3 separate regions of the Gossypium hirsutum genome follow, and regions 2 and 3 are each linked to region 1. The links are chromatin contacts, called in public Hi-C maps. All regions are on one chromosome and are shown on one strand. Each heading gives the region's core, a stretch centred on a gene start, on an enhancer-like site or on the middle of the called end of the contact. The rest is flanking DNA. Distances are from core to core; before and after follow the strand shown. Region 1 holds the start of LOC107909815 (pentatricopeptide repeat-containing protein At3g04130, mitochondrial). Region 2 holds the start of LOC107909818 (3-oxoacyl-[acyl-carrier-protein] reductase 4). Region 3 holds the start of LOC107909821.

The links. Hi-C and Micro-C count contacts between places; a contact is called where the count stands out from the background.
Region 2: a Hi-C map of leaf shows a contact between it and region 1, with 4 times the contacts expected there. The contact joins the promoter of LOC107909818 here to the promoter of LOC107909815 in region 1. A contact is called at or near these places in 3 of 34 Hi-C or Micro-C datasets (anther and leaf).
Region 3: a contact with region 1 is called in a Hi-C map of leaf, with 1.7 times the contacts expected there. The contact joins the promoter of LOC107909821 here to the promoter of LOC107909815 in region 1. A contact is called at or near these places in 2 of 34 Hi-C or Micro-C datasets (leaf and petal).

What each region holds. Positions count from the first base shown.
Region 1 is chrD02:57,836,354-57,839,762 of Gossypium_hirsutum_v2.1, forward strand. It overlaps LOC107909815 (pentatricopeptide repeat-containing protein At3g04130, mitochondrial), which reads right to left and starts at 1,951. Exons shown (of 2, transcript XM_016837482.2): 1 at 1,562-1,951; 2 at 1-863. The coding sequence starts at 821. LOC107909816 (glyceraldehyde-3-phosphate dehydrogenase, cytosolic) reads right to left here. Exons shown (of 11, transcript XM_016837483.2): 6 at 3,294-3,409; 7 at 3,110-3,207; 8 at 2,878-3,020; 9 at 2,708-2,791; 10 at 2,529-2,618; 11 at 2,095-2,436. The coding sequence ends at 2,385.
Region 2 is chrD02:57,701,931-57,705,192 of Gossypium_hirsutum_v2.1, forward strand. LOC107909818 (3-oxoacyl-[acyl-carrier-protein] reductase 4) reads left to right here and starts at 1,336. Exons shown (of 14, transcript XM_041088873.1): 1 at 1,336-1,922; 2 at 2,010-2,097; 3 at 2,446-2,543; 4 at 3,071-3,131. The coding sequence starts at 1,611.
Region 3 is chrD02:57,676,575-57,679,543 of Gossypium_hirsutum_v2.1, forward strand. It overlaps LOC107909821, which reads right to left and starts at 1,267. Exons shown (of 5, transcript XM_016837487.2): 1 at 620-1,267. The coding sequence starts at 717.

The DNA.
Region 1 (3,409 bases), core at 701-3,200:
CGACAGCAATAGAACTGGATGATAGTTGAGTAGCTAATGACTGAAGGGTGACAACCATGTCCTTTCATCTCTTGAATTGTCCATTGTGCCTCTTCAACTCGATTGATTTTGCACCAACCATGAATGAAAATATTAAATGTGTAAGCATCAGGTGCGATGTGTGACTTAAGCAGCAAGAAAATTTCACGGGCCTCTTCCACATTTCTCTCTTTGCAAAGGGTGTCAAGAAGCAAGTTCATCGACTCTGTATTCTTCTTCAATCCGAAAGTTTCCAATTCATCAAATACCCTCACAGCATTTTCCCATTTCCCTGCACCAGCTAACCTTCTCATAACCTTGGCTATCGTGTTAAGCGTAACAAGGTGACCTTGACGCATTTCCTCCAAGAAGTCCTTCATTCGATCCATTTGTTTCATTTTACCAAGGATATCAACCATCGTATCATATGCCTGATGAGAGTGCTTATAGTCTGGGCGAGATGCTGCCCATTTAAAAGCACCCAATGCAGATTTCCAGTCATCCTTGAACCGGTGCAGCAACTTATCAATAAGATCATGGGAAAGCTGTATGGAGTTACATTCTCCATCATTCACGAGACACTGAAAGACTTCATCCTCACTGGTCCCAGCATGAACTTTACTTACGAGAATGTCAACGTCACACCGTCCTACGACTCCGGAACCTGATCCAGTGTAGTGAGAAGCTTCCACTGGCAGAGCAAGACTGGAACTTTCATGGGAAGCATGGAAAAGGGAACATAATATTGATGGTTTGACAAGGAACCAAGTACTTCTAAGGCAGTTCTGTAAAGGGTGCATCATGGAGAAGTGCCCTCAAAATAAAATTCAGTTTGGTCCTTACAACTGCATATCCAAATGAATAAAAGCATTAGCCTTTCTACTTAGTTCATCGATAATCCATAACAGCAAAATAATAAAATATGACCTCGAACTATAGAAAACTCCCCACGTAAGCCCTTATTCTTTTATTCAGTACAATAACCACTTGTTATTTACTTATTTAGTTTCAAGCCGAATTTGGGTGAGAAATGCTGGCATAGCTAACTACTCTGTTAACCCATATATGCAGGCAGCCATGATGCGGCAAACATGTGAACAAATTTGATGACAGAAAAAATACAATGCATAAATGAAATTAAAGAATTCCATATTGGTTTAGGCATTCTATCAAACATCTTCCATCCATATTGTTGTTTTCTCAAGATGAGCGGCAAAGTCATGAAAAACATCACGCGCACAGAAAATGCAATCAACAATTGAAAGAGACAAATCTTGTCGAGTAACATGTAATATAAGGCTAAGACATTGCTCGGATTCCAAAAATTATATATAAAATCTAAAATCATTTTCAAAAGTCTGGGTTCGTAAAAAATAAAAAGGTATTCTTTTAGCAATTATATTCAATAATTAAAATTGAGATTTGGGTTTTGCCGATTTGAATCTTAATGGTTTATATATATATATAGGAAAAATCTTAAATGTTAAATTTGCAGCTATACAAGTAAAAATAAAGTAAGAAACTAAAATGCAACATAGTGTACCTGATTAAAAAAAAGGTTTAGGAGGATGTTGGAAATCCATCACTTAGGGTGGACACTGGGAGATGTACTATCGAGTGGTAGATGTGTGTTTTGGGCCTATCACCAACTCTGTCGAGAGAAAGAAAGGATGAAGCAGTTACATGGGCTTGCCGTAACGCTGCCATCAGCCCCAACTAAGCAAAGCATGCAAGTTTTCTATTCATATGCATTCTCTGTTTTGGTAATTGCATATGATAGTATCTCGATAATAATTATAATAAAACAAAGTATTGATAAATCTTAGCCATCCAATTATTAGTGTACATTATGACCCAACTACAAAATTGGGCCTTGATAATTTAAGGAAAGCTCATTGTTCTCGCCTAACCTGTTTGCAAAATATTATTCGTTTTAAATCATTAAAATTCACAATTACTTTTCCGTAAAGGAAAAAACTTCATAAATTCACAATTATAATGAACATTCATATCTAATTCATAGTTTCTGCGATACTGAAATGAAATTGAGAAAACCAAATGGGTTGCCCCAAATCATTCGAAAACCGATATTCCTTCTCATTCAATTAGGTAAACTTGAAAGCAAATAGCACCAATTAAAAGGGGAAAAAAACGACAGCACTAATTTGATTGATGTATAAACACCATTTTACTTCATAACATCAAACTGGTAAACTTGTTCACTACACCTTCAAAACCAGAAATGTAAACATGCAAGAAGGGGTAAAATCATTGGGTTTTTTATTCCATATAACAAGAAGCTTCTCTCAAACACCTCATATTCTTTAGATCAGAAACACAACTTCTTCACTGGCCCTGAAGAAACTTCAACATGCTTTGGTGGATGCCATGTGAACGATCAAATCAATCACACGAGAACTGCAAAAACAAGACAAGCTTTGTCTAATAACCAGGATTTCAAAAAGGGCATAGACTTCAAAAAAGGAAATAAAGTGGAAAGCATTCTTTACCTGTAACCCCATTCGTTGTCGTACCAGGAAACAAGCTTCACAAAGTTCTTGTTTAGAGCAATACCTGCCTTGGCATCAAATATGCTCGACCTGTGTTCCATTTCAGGGAATTGTTATAAATAAGTGCAACAACACTAGAACTCATTGACAAACAATAAAAATCATTGTTTTCAACTTGCCTGCTGTCACCAACGAAGTCAGTGGACACAAGATCTTCCTCAACGTAACCCAAAATGCCCTTAAGCTTGCCCTCAGACTCTTCCCTGAAATCATTAGAGATCATGGATGAGATATTTAATAATAATATAGCAGGAAGGCAATGGGATGGTGTTATTATGATAAAACTTACTTGATAGCAGCTTTGATCTCATCATAAGATGCAGATTTCTCAAGCCTAACGGTGAGATCCACGACTGATACATCGATGGTAGGAACTCGGAATGACATTCCAGTCAGTTTGCCATTGAGGGCAGGAAGAACCTTTCCAACAGCCTACGTATTCTCAATACCATCGGGTACATATATAAGAACTAGCATAACAAAATAAGAAGGAACTGATCAAAATCAGATTCAAAATATACCTTGGCAGCACCAGTGCTGCTAGGAATGATGTTGAAGGAAGCGGCTCTACCACCTCTCCAGTCCTTCATTGATGGTCCATCGACGGTCTTTTGTGTTGCTGTAGACCAAAATAACTTGTTTATTTAAATACGAGCATTAACCCATTTTGATATTAGTAAAATAAAAGGTAAGGAGCTTTATTACCAGTAATGGCATGAACGGTAGTCATGAGACCCTCAACGATTCCAAATCGGTCATGGATAACCTTAGCAAGGGGAGCAAGACAATTGGTAGTGCAGCTAGCATTGGAAACAATGTCA
Region 2 (3,262 bases), core at 86-2,585, 140 kb before region 1:
AATAAAAAATTAAAATATTATAAAAAACGAGATCTTTAGAACTCCCATGATTGACTTGGTGATCAAGGAATGTTCACCTATAGAACCCACCCAAGTTCAAGCCTTCGGGGAGCAAGTGGCAGGCCTTTGTTTGATAACTCTCTTTAGACGTAGTGTGGATATGTCCCTATCGTATGTCTGGGTACTAATCATCCTTAAATACAAGGCGTAAGAGTGATGTTTGGTTTCATTTTCTTCTGAACTCTCAAAACGTTAGTGCTTCAATGTCAATATAGGGGTCTGAGTAGATTTATTAATTTTAATATGAACTTGAAAATCTAATACGATTAACTTGTAATTGAACCCAATTTAAACTATGAAAAGCCAACAACTTGATCCAACTCAATAATTAACCTAAATCCGAAATGATCCAAATTTAAAATCAACCAAATAAATAACCCAATAGGACTTAAACTTATATTAAGTACAATTTAAAATAAAAATAACAATTATATACTAAATTATTAAATTGTTTTAATTTATAACTTGTAAATTTCGCATTTCAATTTTTTATTATTCTAAAATATGCAGTTTCATGCTATACCATATGATCTCGATAACAATTTGTAAATATAATAATTATTTAATTAAAAATATATATGGTCTCTTTATTTGCAAGTCAAATTAATAAGTGAAAAATAAATTATTAAAATGCAATGTCATTTTGATTCTATTTTAGTTCAACCTTTCTTTTTTCTAAAAAAAATCAATGTTTTATTTTCAATTGATTTTGATTGATTTAAAAACTATTTTGACTAATTTTTATTTTAATTTTTACATTTGTTTCAAATCCTAAAAATCTCATAAAATTTTTTATTATTCTAAAAATTTTAGATTAAATAACGTTAATAACAATAAAACTATTAAAAGTTTAGATTAAATAAATTTTATTAACAAAAAAAATATAAAAATTGAAAATTGAAAATATTACTAATAAAAATTTTATAATGAGATTTTAACAATAAACTTTATTCATAATAACTATTTTCCTCCATTCAAATACATTTTTATTGTTTCATTATTATAGTTTAATTAATTTAAATTTATAGTAATTTATAATATTTTATATTAAAAATATTTTCAGTAATTATTAATTTTATAATAAATATACATTGATTCAATAATTTATTTAATTTTGATTTAATTTTATTTTAAAATTAAAAAAACAAATATTATAGATTTTAATAATCAAATCCAATAAATAAGAGTAAAAGTGTAAATAATTTAACCTTAAAATAATTCAATTAAAAAAAATCTATACACTAAAATAAACTAAAAACCCAAATTCAAATGATTTAAAAACTCAAAAATCTAAAATAACCCAAGCATGAAACTGACCTAACAGAAGTAATTCAAAATTTTTAAAACCCGACTCCGGGTTCTAAATTCACTGCCTGATAGGCCCAATTGACAAGTCTAGGCGTGAGGCAATAACTCAAAAGACGTCGGTAGGCCCTTACTTATTTTTATTTTATTTTATTTAATGAACTGCTGTGAGGAACTGGGGATTTTCTTTTAGCTCGAGGAAGTGGCGATTTTCAGTAGAAAAAAGCTTGAGGAGTTGAAATCTGATGTGGGCGACTTTAAGATCCCGATATCTGCATCTATCTGCAACTACGTTGCCTTCCTCCTCTCTCACAAATGGCTCGTGGAAGCTGGGGTTTTCAGGTTTAAATCAGACGTTCTCTTCATCCACTGTGGAGAGAATAAGCAATGAGTTGCTGAGCCTGCAAGAGGTGGAGAAGGTTCTAAGCGACGTGAGAGCAGACGACGTGGCGGTGGTTCCGGTTGGTAACCAATGCGATTGGGCAGATTTCATGGTGATTGCCACCGGTAGGTCCCCGTGGCACGTCAAGAACATCGCCCAAGCCCTAATTTACAAGGTGCGGTTTCATGGGTTTTCTTTTTCTATTTTGTTCCCTAATTTCCTCGATCCTCACTGCGATTTTTTGTTTATTTTGCTGGAACAGGTTAAGCAGAAGCAAAAAGGAGCTAAGAGGATGGTATTACCCAGCGTGCAAGGGCAAGAGACGGGAAAATGGATTGTTGTTGACTCTGGTTCGTGCTGCTTTCCCTCTTTCCTTTAGCTTCAACTTTGTTGTTTCTTATTAGCAATTTCTTCGCATGCTTATATTTAGACATGTAATGCCTGAAGATACCATTGTCGGTAATGATTTTTATGCAAAATCAAAATGTTACGATTTGCTTCTGCATTTAGCTGCTTTGAAGGAATGGATCTCGTGTGATAATATTTCTTAGGGCTTAACACGTATATGTGGTTAGCAGTTTCAACTATAAGAAAATTTTTTGGAATGATAGTATATAATTCTATGTACTCTCTATAGTTTCGTGCAAATTGTACCATTTTGGATGATTTGTTTGTGTGGCTACGTTTCTTTTATTTAGGCCGAGTGATAGTTCATGCTCTCGATGAGAATGCAAGAGCTTATTACAATTTGGAAAATCTTTGGATTGCAAAGTCAGCCCAGAAGGAACCAGTTGAGGTAAGTTTGTTTAGTTTAATCTACAATGATGTACTTCAAATCTTATAGCGTAAATATTTTATGGAACTGTTTAGATCCCAGATGATTGGAGATGGTCAGGTTTAGCTTTTCTATCTAATTGGTGACAATGCTTGTCTCCTTCAGTTCCGTTGGTTTTGTGGTCTTACGCCTCCATAGGTCATAGAAGTTGAACATGGCATATTTTACAGTAAGGTGCTCCAATGTAAAATTAGAGTTGTACCACTTGTGTTTGGAATATGGATTAGTAGATTAGAGATATTCTACTCACTGAGTTCGAAAGCTAATAATTGTTATACATTTTTCACATTTCACCCTTTAGACAGTCAAAATGAACTTTATATGTTGATTACCTATAGGATATTTTATCTCCCCGGGGTCTCTCGTTCCCTTCCTTTCTTGCTTTTTGTAGTATTTTTCTGTCAAAATCTTTCTTGCAGAGATGCAAAAAGTATATATATATTTGCTAGTCGATCTGTTAACCAATCTTTCCGTCTTGTTTGTTTCAGGAGTTGACAAAAGCTTTTGTAAAGGTTCGGCGTATTAATAATTCCAAAAAGCCAGCCCAGGGAAGTGATTAATCGACAGAGTTCCTTTGTTTCATGGGTTTATCACTTGGATTTTGCAGTTGTAGTTTGTTAGTACATGAGAAGGTTCTTTGCTTGTTGTACTGGAAACTATATAATGATATATGATCACTA
Region 3 (2,969 bases), core at 17-2,516, 160 kb before region 1:
AAGTCTATGTAATCTATCAATTTTCTGCATAAGTAGCCAAAATGGTTCTTTGTACAAAGTTTTTCTTCCCTATTTCATAACAAAATGCTACCAAATGAGTGATGAAAAGAACGTAAAAGAAAGCATTAAAACTAAAAAAAAATTCTATCATTACAAAATAGGAATTGCATCAAGCAAGAGCAGACCAGAATCACAGCTTGAAAAATCAAAGAAACCCCAATCGAAGATATATATATAAATGCCTGAAAATATAGCTGAATTTTGGGTGTATTCCTGAACCAGATCAAATCAATGAAACACCCCAAGATCTATATATAAAAAAAATAATGTCGACATTGGCATATTTGGTAGTTGAAATCAATTAGTTATTATCTACAATTACATAAGCCAGATATAAAAACCAAATCAAAATATGAAGTAAACAAATATGAAGACCCTTTATTCCATCAAAACAACAATTATCCAATTTAAAAACTCCTTCAAAGATTGTCAAATATTGGAATAGAAAAGGTGGAGAAAGAAAGAAACCCATTAAAGAAACAAACAAAGATCTAAGATTCATTGAAGCCAAAACAACTGTGTGCAAAAATATATATAATCAATAGAGAGAGGGGGGTACCAGGAGGTGAAGAACTTGATGGTTTGGGCAATAACAAAGGCAATAAAAGCAGAAATAAGAGGGTAATTGGTAAGAATGGAGGACCAGGAGGAAGACATTGGGAAAGACAACAGCTGTTATTTCATTCAAATTTTAATTGTTGGTTTGATTTGTTTAATGGAGATTCTTTCCTTGTTATCAAGGGAGGGGGGCAATATTGAAATCTTATTGATGAAACAAAACAAAACCAAACCAATAATTAAATTCAGAAAAAAAAGGAAGAAATGGGGAAAAATCAAAGGTGGGATGTTGGGAAGGGAATATGTATAGGAGGAATGAAGAAAGAGCGGATTAGGTGGCGACTTTGATGAATCCTTTTGAAAGCAGGAAAGAGAAAGAGGGGTTTGCTTGAATTGAATGGAAGGCGAAATGTGGGAAATAATGGCATGTTTTTGCAGTGGGTTTTCAATGTCAACAAACAACTAACGGTCTTTGCCATCTCCAAGGTTCCAACTGAATATGCCACTTCTTGTTCCTAATCAACTCTGGAATATACCCCCTCCAATCCATTACTCCATCCACCTCAAGTTTTTACCAATTTGGGTCAAACTAATCTCGCGGAATAGTCTTAACCATTCTACACTCTTTCAAATCATTACCGTCCATTTCTCTTACTAATAATTTAAAAACTTATATATATATCAATTATATGAACACTTCCTTATTCTATTTCACCAAAAAAACATCTCAGTTATATTTGTGGGTTAAAATTTTAGTATACATTTTTAATAAAATTTTATCTCCCACACTTATAAAGGTTTTTATACTCCATCAAAGATTAAGGATATGACATATTTTATTATGTATAATAAAATAAATAAAAATTAAATATGTAAATAAATGTAATCCTAATTCACTTAAAGTTTAAAATTTAAAAAAAAACTGTTAAAATTGTAAATTTAATCATTATCATTTTTAATATAGTATTATAAAATTATATATTTATATGTATGAGCACTATTGTATTATTTGTTTCAAACTAATTTAATTATAATAACACATTAAATATGTATGATATTAAAAATAAAGGGTAAGCTACCTAGTTGGTTACCCAATCTTTAAAGCGTTTTCATTTTGGTCACCCAAAATAAAATTCATGCAATTTGGTCAGCCAACTTAACTAAACATTAAATCTCTAACCGCAGTTAACTGTACATTATTTGTACTTTCTTTTTGGTCACCTAAAAAAATCTTTTTTAAGTATTGATTCGGGTAAAAAATTTCAAAGATTAAAGGGAAAAAAGGGTAGAAATTAAAACAATACACAAAAGTTATCAAATTGTACTTGTTTATCCCGGTGTCAAAAATTCTAAATTTGAGTTTTGAAATATAAATTTTTAAATATTAATATTCAAAATTATAGTAGCAAATCGGCTAACATTATCAATAGATAAAAAAAAAGGTCAATAATTTATTTAATTTATTTTGATGTTTTCAAATTATTTTACAAAATTATCAATGAAAATTATTGTATTTAATACTTGTCTACAAAACCCAATTTTCTTTTGACTATATATCTTGAATCTTCCATGCTAAGCTAAAAGTAAAAAAAATCATAGCAATTATTTAATTTTATCTCCCATTCTAAACAAAACTCATATTTTTTTCATCACTTATTTACCCAAACGATGAACAAGCAACTAATTTAATTAATTAAAAGTATATTTCCTTTATTTTTAGCTTAGCATCAAGATTATATAATCAAAAGAAATTTAAGTTTTATAGATCATTCTTAAAGATAAATTATTTGAGTTGATTTCGGTAAGGTAGTCCAGAAAAATAAAATAAAATTATAAAATTTAAAAGGATATTAAATTAATTAATTTTAACATCATAGTAACAAATTGGTTGACATTATCAATGGGTAAAAAAAATTTAACAATTTATTCAATTTATTTTGATATTTTAAAATTTAAAATTCAATATTAAAAAAAATTAAAATTCAGCAATAGGATAAATGAGTACAATTTGACAATTTTTGTGTATGATTTTAGTTTCTAACATTTTTTTCACTTTAATCCTTGAATTTTTTTACCTAGTCAATACTTAAAAAAGATTTTTTTGAGTGATCAGAATGAAGTGAAGTAAAAGTTAGGTGACCAAAATGGAAGTGCAAACATAACATGGCATGTACAGTTAACTAACATTAAAAATTTAATGCTTGAGTGACTAAAATGAAAATACCCTAAAAGTTGAGTGACCAGCTAAGTAATTTACTTAAAATAAAAGAATAAGATTAAATTATGAATAAAATGAATTCTAAACACGTAAATATATAAGATTACCAGTACTAGATATACTACAATTGCTT